2 separate regions of the Mus musculus genome follow, and region 2 is linked to region 1. A link is a contact called in public Hi-C data. All regions are on one chromosome and are shown on one strand. Each heading gives the region's core, a stretch centred on a gene start, on an enhancer-like site or on the middle of the called end of the contact. The rest is flanking DNA. Distances are from core to core; before and after follow the strand shown.

Region 1 (5,750 bases), core at 2,219-4,718:
ACCACAGATGGCTTCTGCACAGAGCTGCACAGGCGGGTGCTGGTGAGACACCCTCGTAGAAGTACTTTTGTGTCAAATTATGGAGCTCTTGCCGTGGCCACAACTCTGACAGAGTCTCTCCTGGCAGTTCTCACTATCGAGATGTCTGTGAGATGCCCCCTGCTGTGGTTTGCATGTGAAATGTCCTCATAGGCCCATGTGTTTGGACACCTGGCTCCCAGCTGGTTTGGAAGACTTTGGAGTCTTTAGGTGCAGGAGCCTTGTAGGAAGAAATAGATCACAGGGATGGGATTTAAGGTGTCATAGACTGGTCCTTGATGCCTCTCTGCCTCCTGAATGGAAATACAATGTGGCCAACCAGCTTCCTGATCCTAAAACTTCCCTGCCTGTTGCAATGCCTTCTGTAATCAATCAATCAATCAATCAATCAATAATGAAAAAAAATAATAAAAAAACCCACAAACCAAAACCCCTAGTACACTCCCTTTACATTGTTGTTTGTTTGGTTTGGTTCTTTCTCCTGTGTTCTGGCCAGGGTATTTTTGTCACAGCAACAGAAAAGAAACTCATACACTCCCCTTCACCTTCCAGGCTTCTCTATTGCTATTGTTTTAACAGTGTCTATATTGAGGTAACATCATCATATATTTAGATTTAAATGTATTAATATTTTATTTAGATCAAATAAACTGTATTAGGTTTCTGGCAGTGCTCACAAATTTAATCGGGCGCCGAATGCAGACAGAGGCAAGGAGGTCTAGACTCAGCTGGAGTGACTAAGACTGAGATAAAGCTTAAGAAGCAAGCTCCATTTTCATTGTGAATCTATGTAACCCTTAGGACCAGTGCGTTCAAAGAGGGTTTCACAAAGGTGGTCACACACCATTTTTTCAATCGATTCTTTCTAGAGTCTTAAAGTCTACCCGTGCCGGGTGTGGTGGCGCATGCCTTTAATCCCAGCACTCGGGAAGCAGAGGCAGGCGGATTTCTGAGTTCGAGGCCAGCCTGGTCTACAAAGTGAGTTCCAGGACAGCCAGGACTATACAGAGAAACCCTGTCTAGAAAAAAACAACAACAACAAAACAAAACAAAACAAAACAAAACAAAACAAAACAAAAAGTCTACCCGTGGATCATGCCAAGGCAAGCAGGAGACATGGCTCACATCCTCAGCTCCCAACAGGTGGATTTGGCTGAATTGTGTTTTGATGAGATGCTGCCACCACACAGTGAAGATTAGTGGTTTTAAAATGGTCGTGAAATTCCTGTTTGGTGGCAGAAATTATGATGGAGTTATTCACACAAAAAAACCCTCATACAGAAAGCAGTTAGTGACTGCTTTATAAAACCCTGGAGGAAATTCCTTCTATGCAGGTTGAACCTGTAAGAATATGGATGCCTGTGAGCCCTGGTTTTGGTCCCCCATTCCATCCTTCTTTTCTTCCCTCTCTCCCTCCCTTTCTTCCCTCCCCTTCCTTCATCTACTCTCTCACCTCCTCCTTTTGTTCTTTTTTCAAGATGGAGACTTGCTATGTTACCCAGGCTACCATCAAACGCCTGGGCCAAAACAGGCTTCCTGTCTCAGCCTTCCTCACTGAGACTGTAGGCATGCACCCATGCCCTTCTGGAATCTTGGCTTCTCTCTCATGTCTCTCCCTTGCAACCTTGTCCTTCATATATCCTGCTCTCGCTTCTTGCATCGAAAACTTGAACAAAAGAAAGCACACCAACTGTAACAGCTTGAGGTATGTCAGTGTTTTCTTGAGGGATCAGAACAAAACTGCTCTCTGTGCAGATGTGTTGTCACCTGAAAGTCACCTGCTTGCTTAGCTTCTTCTCCTTCCTACTCTGTTGTCCCCATGGACAAATACTTTCTTAATGAGTGACCCACACAAAAATCTGTGTATAGGGGGTGATGTTGCCTGGCAGTACCCTCCTTCCTTCTACCTTCATGTGACCGCTGAGTCTCCATGATTCTGCCTCTGATATACATTTAAGACCTGCCCAGCTCTCTCTTCCTTGCTGCCCCCATTGCACTTCCTTAGCAACAGCCCAGTTTCAGAGCTGTTCTGTGTGTGGTAACCAACAGTGCTTCCCCTAACAGAAGCTGCTGTACCATCTCTTCGCTTGTTGATCTTCAGGAATGTCACACTGACCTTAAAAGAAAGAGTAAGCTTTTAACTGGCCTTGCAAGACCCTTCCTCATCAGGACTGGGCTCTTTGGCAGACACCTCCTTCCTCCTTCCTCCTTCCTCCTTCCTGCTTCCTGTTTCTTGCTTCTTCTTTCCTCTTCCTCCTCCCTCCCCCTTCTTCCTCCTCCCTACCTTGTGTTCAACTCACAAAGCTTCTTTGTCAGCCAGACTTTGGGCAGGTAACAGTGACTCTTCCCAACGCTCTCCCTTTTTCTCTCTTTCTCGGCACTTTTTAAAAGAAACCATTTGCTTAACAAGTATTTCTTATGTCCCTGCCAGGTGCGAGGCCTTGCGAGTGGATCTGAGGTCTGTGGTTGCATGAATATTCTTGGGCTGTCAGCCTGAGGACACTTTCCTAGTGACACCCTCACAGTCCACCTACCCTGAGCCACGGAACATGTGGGCTGCTGTGAGCTCCCAAAACATCTGGACCAGCAACCAGACTTGGACTGTCGGCTGGTGTGAAACTCTTGATGGCCAGCTCTCAGAGAGCCAAGGGTGGGGCTATCTTCTATTCTGCAGAGGCAGATCCTGGGATGGACGCTGGCACGTACTAGGTGCTCAGTAAACAATCCTTCAATGAAAAATTCTCACTTTCACATTACATGTGGCTCACAGGGAAGTCCTTTTTGCTCTGGCCCCATTTGTCATGGCCTCAGGTGTGGAAGAGCCTTACCCAGGCCCTGCTTAAGTGTTCTTGGGCGATGGGCTCAGGAATAGCCCACACTGCCTTTGGTCAGGAGACACTTTTTGTCCACTAATTTTCATAACCTTGTCTGTTTGGGAGAAAATCTAATCCAGATGTTCCCAATTCATTAACATTAAACTCATCACCATGGGACACCCTAACAGATTTTGATGGCCATGAAGTCCTTCTTCACAAAACAGGCTTTGCCAGCTATTAAATAAGCATAAGACCTCAGTTTGCATTTGGGTCCAAATTTAGACTCAGCAAAAATGGGGGTGTGTGTGGGGGGGGTAAAGTTTGGCAATTCTGTCATCTCTCTCTCTCTCTGTGGAGGCACAGATGGGATTTCACAGACCTTGGAATGTAGATTTCCTAACGATGCGGTGAGTGTCATGGTGTGATGTTCCAGCCACCAGAAGGGCAAGGAAACCAGGCTTCTGTGCCTTTATGATCCCTTCAGTTCATCCTAGAGAGAACTAGGAGACAACCGAGAGAGCAAGAAAGGTGTCAGACAACAGTGGGTAGGCAAGCACACACATGTGCACAAAGATACACACCCCAAACTGAAACAGCCTAGCGATTCACTACCACACCCGGGCACTGAAGTGTGCTAAGCCTTCCAGGAGGCAAAGAGCTGAGGTCACCAGCCCCCTCCTCCCTCTCCCTCTCCCTCTGCTTTGCTCTGCCCACCCTTCTTTCTCTGACATAAGGGTATTTTTTGGCACACACAAAAAATGGCTTCTCGTTCCATCGAATTAACTCAACGCTACAAAACTAACTCGAAGTGATCTGTGAGAATATTTTATGGCTCAGAAAATGTGTGTACAAGGGTGGTTCTCTGGAACTGTTGGGAAATGCTGTCTTGGCACAGCGAGTTGCTCCCTCCACAAACTTTGGATGTTGCAATCTATTTGTTTCAAAGGCTATTACAATCAATGGACTAGGAAGATCCAAAGACAAGAGTCCAATGTCATTTATTCTTGAATATTCGGTTCTCATTGCTTGGCACATGGTTCCTGAAATAGCTGATGAATGAATGAATGATTCTATCAATCAATGCTTCTGTATTAAGCAGAGATTTCAGGTCTCACTGTCCAGGTTTAGATAGTTATAGAGACAGGCCAACGTAGGATGGAGAGAGGGAAGGAGAGAGGGGAAGAAAGGCAAGGCAAGACTCCCACTTCCTCACGATCCCATGAGCAGAACCTCAGAATTTTAAACAATTCGTTCAAGTAGCAGCAACATGCTTTGAGCAAAACCCTACATTAGTATTCGTTGACTGCATGTTTTGCCTCCATTTTATAGCCTGCTTTGGGTGGCAACACCCTGCAAGCTTGCCATTCCTCTGCCTTCCCAGGTTGCCACCATTCTAACACCAACAACACAAACATGCAAGTCTGAAGCACCCATGTACCGGTGGCTCCGTGATCTAGGATACCCAGTTTCTGCAGAGCTCCAAAGTCAATGGCGCCTGTGAGTAAGGAATAAAGCAGTCACATGATTTGGGTGTTTGGGGTTTTTTTGTTTTGTTTTTTGTGGTTTTTATTATTTTTTTTTTTTGAAAAAATTTTAATCGTGTTTTCTTCGTATGTGATTGGATTTCCTTAGTCATCCTGAAAGCCACAGGCTTGCTAGAAGACCACATCAGTGCTTGGATGCAGAGGCACGGCCTCTGTCTGAAAGGAAGGGAGAGATGATGTCATTGCTAGCCGTGAAGGACTGGAGGGATTACAAGATTTGAAGTGGGATTTGAGTAAACCTCTGGTGCTGCTGGCGGCCTGTTCACCTGTACAGAACTGCCTCCCGCCCGCCTCTGCAGCTATAATTACTGTCCTCTTGGCTGGGGATTCTGACAGCTTGCTTTGGGTCATTTTTTCCACTCTGAGTTTCAAGGGATTTTTACCACAGACTTGGTTCTCTCCATTCTACTCTTATTCAGATCTTTTGGACATGATTTCACATTGCGAGCACCCTGAAGTGTCAGAGGGGTATTAATGGAACGGTACCCTTGTCGGCTTAGGAGCTTCGATGGAGAAGCAATTACGGAGGCGAGGAGTGGACCACAGCCATTTAGGGATCACTTCAGCCCTCAGAGGGCTGCACAGCTGTGCTTGGCTTTCTTACTCTTGTGAGACTGCGTGACTGCTATTCAAGTTATTTTCATAGCAACGGGCCAGACTTTTGGTGTGTCCAACTCGTACAAAGATCCTACATGGTAGAGTGTAGATTTGGAAGAATTAGAGCTTTCTCGCCAGCAAGACACTTTCAGTCCAGTAAAAATCCATTCAAGAGCAAGTAGTGGCCTAGCCATGAGTGCGTCTGCTGAGCCAGGCTGGAGAGACCTTTTGAGAGTGTCCTTTTCTGGGACGGGGATGGTCACATGAGAGATTTGTAGGTGTGCTTGTCTCTGTGTTAGTGTTCTGAAGGTCGTTGCAGGTGCCAGGCACCCTGGCGCTGCTCACTCTGTCACTCCTTGGCTGATCCAGCAACCACAGTGGAGGGGCCACCTGAACCTGCAGCTCTCCGGCTCTGACTCCATCACCCACTGGCGAAAGGGCATTAGCTTTGCCTACAAAGCAACTCCAGTGTCAGTGCGAGAATCACCGAGAAACAAAGACACAGCTTTTCTTTCTCAGTTGTCGGACTCGGTCAGGTTTCTGTCCATGCACAGCACTTCTTCTCTGATGCATAGCAGGAAAAGGCACGGACTCTGCCGCCCATCTCCATGACAGCCTGTAGTCTAATCCCTAGAGAACACGTGTCCTTCCCCCTCCCAAACTCCCATTCTCCCCCCACCCTACAAATTGCTGTATTCTGTACCCCAAGATCTGATTGCCCCCAGATGGGAGAATTCTCATGTACACCAGTCTT
Region 2 (5,950 bases), core at 409-2,908, 65 kb before region 1:
TCCTGTGATAAAATACCAGGACAGAAAGCAACTTGAGAAGGAAGGGCTTATTTCAGACTACACTTCCACACCGCAGTCCATCATCAAAGAACTCAGGGAAGGAACCCGGAGGCGGGAACTGAAGCAGAAGTCATGGAGGAACACTGGCTTGCTCAGCATGCCCTCATCCCTTCTCCATGACCTCCCCGCCCAGTGGGGGCTCCGCCCACCGGGGGCCCCGCCCACATCAATCATCAAACAGAACAACACCCCTCCGGCTTGCCCACATCTTCTCCATGTGGTTCCTTCTTCTCAGATAACTCTAGTACAAACAAACAAACAAATAACAGCCGGAGAGTGCCTTATTAGACTACTAAGATTCCAGTTTGGCCTAATTGCCATTTCTTCTACATTGTTCGGCACAGGGCTGAAGACTTGGAAGACAACATTAAAAATATTTCCAACAGCTCTTAGTTTTCCAAGTCTCTTTGGATTTGGATAAACGGGTATGCACGAATAACAGAGAAAGCACTTAAGCTATTCACACTGTATGAGCTGCAGGAGTGTACTTCTGTACCTAAGGAAGATTCCATGCATAGCCCCCTGTGCCCTTGTGTATTCTAACCAACCCCGAGACAAACAAAAACAACAAACAAACCAGCCCCAAGGCCCAGGCTGGTTGGAGTTTTCATACAGCCTATACATCCTTCTAGTTCAACTAGGACCAAACACGCAAATGTCCTTGGCTGTGGATATCAGCGAGGCCCTCCAGGGCCTTGGGTCGGGCCTTTCTCTAATCAAGAAGATCTGAAAAGAACATCACATTCAGGCCACAGCATTTTTTTTTCTCATTGGTGGTTCCTCCCACCAGCTAGAGAAGACATTCAAAGGCTGCAAACTCTCCCAGTCATTGATTCTTAATAAATCATTTTATTTTTACAGAACTTTTCACCTTTTGTAGTTATTAAACCAGACTGGAGCATTTGGCTAGGAACTAATCCCCCCCTTACATAAAAAGGGGAGAATAAGAACTCCACGTTGAAATTGATACAGCTACCACAATGTAACTCCCAGGGCACTGTATTTTGTGCTTGAAAACTAAGTGAAACCCTACTTAAGACTCACCCTTTTCCTTAAATAACGAGGATTAACAGCCTTAACGAGGTAATAAATAATCAAGCCAACAGAACCCCACCCTGGAGCAAGCTCTGGGGTGGAACTTTCTTGTTTAAGTCAGGCTTGTGATCTGGGGAAAGTTGCTCGGGCCCTGTGGAAGGAGACAGGAACCTGACCAAAGAGATGACCCACTCTGAGCCCATCACTTGCCCACGGAGGAGCGGGAGAGCTGGGAGGAGGAGGGGAGGAGAAGTGGGAGGAGGGAGAGAAGGAGGAATAGAGAGGAGGAGGAGTCAGACAGGGAGGATCGAAGGGCCAGAGCCTGGTGTGGTGAGGAGCCTCGCCCTGCTCACCTGGGAAGGGCGCCATGCAGGGGCGGAGCCAGTCCCAGGTCACCTGGGCGGTGGCGGAACTGAGCAGTCCCGGGGCAGAGGCAGCGCGCCCCGCAATCGGCCTCACCTGCGTGGGGGGCGGGGCTGGCGCACCTGCGCGGGCGGGCGGGCTGGGGGCGGGGCCGGGGAGCAGCCGTCGAGCTGAGCAGGCGAGCGGAGGCGGGAGGCTCGCCGCTGATCCTGGGTTGAGAGTCGGCGGCCGCAGGCCCCGGCTGAGATCCCCGCCATGACCTGGAGCGCCACGGCGCGGGGCGCGCACCAGCCCGACAACACCGCCTTCACTCAGCAGCGCCTCCCCGCCTGGCAGCCGCTGCTGTCGGCGGGCATCGCGCTGCCGCTCTTCTTCTGCGCCGGCCTGGCGTTCATCGGCCTGGGCCTGGGCCTCTTCTACTCCTCCAACGGCATCAAGGAGCTGGAGTACGACTACACCGGCAACCCCGGCACCGGCGATTGCTCGGTGTGCGCCGCCAAGGGCCAGGGCCGCGCTCCGCCGCCCGGCTGCGCTTGCTCCTGGAGCTTTACGCTGCCCGAGCTCTTCCCGGGCCCCGTGTACCTCTACTACGAGCTGTCCAACTTCTACCAGAACAACCGGCGCTACGGCGTGTCCCGCGACGACGCGCAGCTCAGCGGCCTGGCCAGCGCGCTGCGCCACCCGGCCAACGAGTGCGCCCCCTACCAGTTCCGCTCCGACGGTCTGCCTATCGCACCGTGCGGCGCCATCGCCAACAGCCTCTTCAACGACTCCTTCTCGCTCTGGCACCAGCGCCAGCCCTCGGACCCCTTCGTCGAGGTGCCGCTCGATCGCACCGCCATCGCCTGGTGGACCGACTACCACGTCAAGTTCCGCAACCCGCCGCTGGTGAACGGCAGCCTGGCGCTGGCCTTCCGCGGCACGGCGCCGCCGCCCAACTGGCACCGGCCGGTTTATGAGCTCAGCCCGGATCCCAACAACACCGGCTTCATCAACCAGGACTTCGTGGTGTGGATGCGCACCGCGGCGCTGCCCACGTTCCGCAAGCTCTATGCGCGCATCCGCCAGGGCAACTACTCCGCCGGTCTGCCCCGGGGCACCTACCGTGTCAACATCACCTACAACTACCCGGTGCGCGCCTTCGGCGGCCACAAGCTCATCATTCTTAGCAACATCTCTTGGATGGGTGGCAAGAACCCTTTCCTGGGCATCGCCTACCTGGTCGTTGGCTCCCTCTGCATCGTCATGGGCTTTGTCATGCTGGTCGTCTACATTCGCTACCAGGACCAGGACGACGACGACAACGATGATGAGTGATCCTGCTTCCCAAGAAACCCTGCCTGCTTCTTGGCCAAGCCGCTTTTAGCGGTGGCCTTTGTTCCTAACACAACTTCAGGCCCACAGATCTGTTGTGGAAGATGGGCCTGGTGAAGGGAATTACCCGCCACGGGACTGTTCTCAGGTTCTGGACTGCAGAGTGACACATCTTGCCATTTTCCCCATCTTCTCCATGGCTTACCGACTTGACACGCCAGGTCCTTAAGATTCCTGGATTGGAACTCATTAAGACCAACAGCCAGGATCCCGATTTTGAGCCTAAACTTTTGTTCCTTCCTCTAGGCACACCTCCCTCCGCTTTCTGGGAGGGAGATATCAGATGGGGCGGGGAAGTGTTGGGATGGCAAATGATACCCGCTGATTGCCCGCAGAGGCACAGAGGAGCAGGGAAAGCATATTGGTTAAGATTTAAGTCGATGACGAGGCACCAGGCCCCTCAGGTTCTGACACAGTAAGGCCAGGATGAGCAAGCTTCTCTGGAATCCTTGTGCCCTTGAATTGGAATCTTGAGCCAGGTTGGGCCTGAAGTACTCACCTGAATTCAGTTTTACCTGTAATAATTTGTTCCCGTGAACGGTGGCAATCATAGTGCTCCTGTTTGGTCCTAAACACATAGGAAGGAAGCTGGCAATTTGTGGAATGAGCAAGAAAACTTGCTAGGTCTAGGAAAGTGCAGATCTGCAGGGCAGAAGTGCGTCATTAAATGTAAAAGCAAACTTAAGAAGACGCCGTGTAAAAATCTGAAAACGCAAGAGCAGTCTGCATGGCTCAGGGGCAAGTGTTTTAACCTGAGAAACCCGACTGCAAATGATCTTAGTGGGAAGCAGTTTCCTTGCAACCCTGAGGGACCGAGTTTTGCCTTCTTTCTCAACACCCCACCCCCACCTTGAATCATGCTGAAGGGAATAATTTAACTCATTTGTATTATCTTCACAAAGAACTATCTTAAACCCAGTTTCAACTCTCAAATGAAACCCATTTCTACTGATCACGTTAAAGATTGATAAGGAATATATTCTAATATGCAAAATAGACTCCCAATTATTTTAGCCTTTAAGACAATGCTAAAATTACTCAGCTGATTTTATCTGATTGCCTACAATTGATACAAAGCTAGTCTCAGAGGCAAGTGGGACATTTTTATTTTATTTTTATGGAACAATAATTTCAAAGAAAATTAAAAATAAAATTTCCCATGATGCTGTCTTCCAGGTTCCCTGAAGAAAAGTTCCTTGGCATTTGTCAGGGTCCTCTGGGCTGGCTCCCTAGTGCAGTCATTTTCTTGGTTATCAGTGAATTTTCATTCCTCAAGGGCAGCAGAGTTGTTGGAGTATGTTGTATGGCGGTCAAATGCTGAGTTACAGTGATTCTTTCCATCCATTCTATTATTCTGTCTTGGTTAATACTTATTTTTGGATGAATAGCGTGCCCGTCTAAGATAAAAAGTGACTTAATATAATCTTGTCTCATCTTTATGTATATCAAAACATTCTTTAGCATTTCCACCGTGTTGATTGTCTGACTTCTGAATGTGATAAAATTTAATATCAGGTCACATTTTGTGATTTTTGACTATGAAAAGCAGAATGTGGCGTGTACTTTAGAATGTTTTATTTATTATAAATGCTTGGTTGATCAGCCCTCCCCTGTGTCAGGTAAAGGAATTTGCTTCCTTTTTTTCCCTATACAGTTGAGGGTAACTATATTTTACTATCATTTTGTAGAACAGTAGTCTTTTGTTACTAACTTTTATGTGAGACCATGAAACTTAAAATCCTGTCATTAAATTGTAGTTCCAGGCCTTGTTTTCAAGGTTTTTGAAAGAGAATAAAGGTTGTGTTTGACTTTCTCTGTTATCACATTACTTAGTTCTTTTGAACTATGATCTTAAAGGCACAAACAGTACCAGCCATTCGCCTCCTATTGCCAGCACATTCATATTGTAGCCAGAGCATCACCGTTCAGAATGGTGTCCAGTCAACACGAACTCCGTCTTTTATTGCTAACTTCTTAAAACAGAATTTGAACTTACGTCAACATCCTGTGTTTGGGTGACATGATCCTCAATTATTGTCTGAATTTGATAAATGACAGTGTGTTTTCAATTTTAGTATGAAAGGTTATTAAAGAATATGATCATAGCAGCCTGCCGCTCTGCATTTCACTCAGACTGTAAATTACAACTACCTGTCAGTATCTGAGACCCCGATGAACAGGAAGTTTAAGACGACAGTGTCAGGCCTTTGCTTCAGTGGCCCCTGTGCTGTGGAGCATTTTTGTCCAGTATCATGATTCTGGTTAGTCCTATCCTCCTGTTTCCCAACTGAAGGGATGTCTTCTAGGAGTGAGACAGAGTGGACCTCAGCAGCTGGACTAGAAAACAACTTTGAGCCACTTTGTGAAGTAAAGGACATGTATTCAGTGAAAAGCCCACCTCCAACAAAACAAAACAAAACAAAACAAAACAAAAAACAGAAAAAAACAAAACAAAAAACAAAAACCACCAAGCTGAGGTTTCTAGTATCTCTTCAACTGAAGTGGCTCAACAGTTAGGCAACTGTTAAAACAACCAAGGACAGACTTTGCTTTGTGTTACTCAGTAAGCTACAACTAAAACTCCTTCTGACACACCAAGGAGCTGATGGTGAGTCTCAGTGTTACAAACCATCAGTCACTATCAATAAAATTCTTTTTTTAGTTTGCACTGGATATTCACTGCAACCTACATTTTTGCTATAGATTAAACAGAGCTGGTTAATTTTAGTTGGCAATTAAAAAAAAAAATTTCCCCCCGGGGAGAATTTCTCTTAATTCTCTCTCCAACAAACTGAAGAGTCACTTAAAGGACCCTACCAAATAGGACTGGAACTCATTAAAGGCCTAAAGAGATCTCTCGAGATAGCTTCACTTTGCAGAGAACTGGCTAAGTTGTTTAGCTGTTGTTCAGTTGCTGATGTGGCAAAAAAGCACCTTCCATAAGTTTCCCCAATAAAGACAGCACTACCTTTGGGAAAACTACCCGCATTGCTGTGTCACCTTGTATGAAGGCAGCCATCATTAGTCTTGCTGGTAAGATCTCTAGAGCATATCAGCCTTCCTTCAGCTAACATACCTGCAGGCTAAGCTTGCATGACACAGAGAAAACCGGGCAGTG

What was found. A called contact is a pair of places that touch in the nucleus more often than the background predicts.
Region 2: a Hi-C map of liver shows a contact between it and region 1, with 3 times the contacts expected there. The contact joins the promoter of Tmem30b here to the enhancer-like site in region 1. A contact is called at or near these places in 2 of 484 Hi-C or Micro-C datasets (liver and nephron progenitors), 4 of 115 datasets of contacts at active chromatin or transcription factors (bone marrow-derived macrophages and embryonic stem cells) and 1 of 9 other capture datasets (pancreatic islet).

What each region holds. Positions count from the first base shown.
Region 1 is chr12:73,479,374-73,485,123 of GRCm38.p6, reverse strand. The region is part of intron 2 of Gm34080 (a long non-coding RNA gene); the gene reads right to left. Among named protein-coding and RNA genes, the nearest start is that of Gm34016, 27 kb to the left of the region's middle. Within about 2 kb of position 3,468, at least 35 of the 459 cell types and tissues checked have an H3K27ac peak or open chromatin away from gene starts, as enhancers often do. A contact at or near this core is called in liver, where this site is marked.
Region 2 is chr12:73,542,103-73,548,052 of GRCm38.p6, reverse strand. It overlaps Tmem30b (transmembrane protein 30B), which reads left to right and starts at 1,658. Exons shown (of 1, transcript NM_178715.3): 1 at 1,658-4,939. The coding sequence starts at 1,714. The coding sequence ends at 2,775.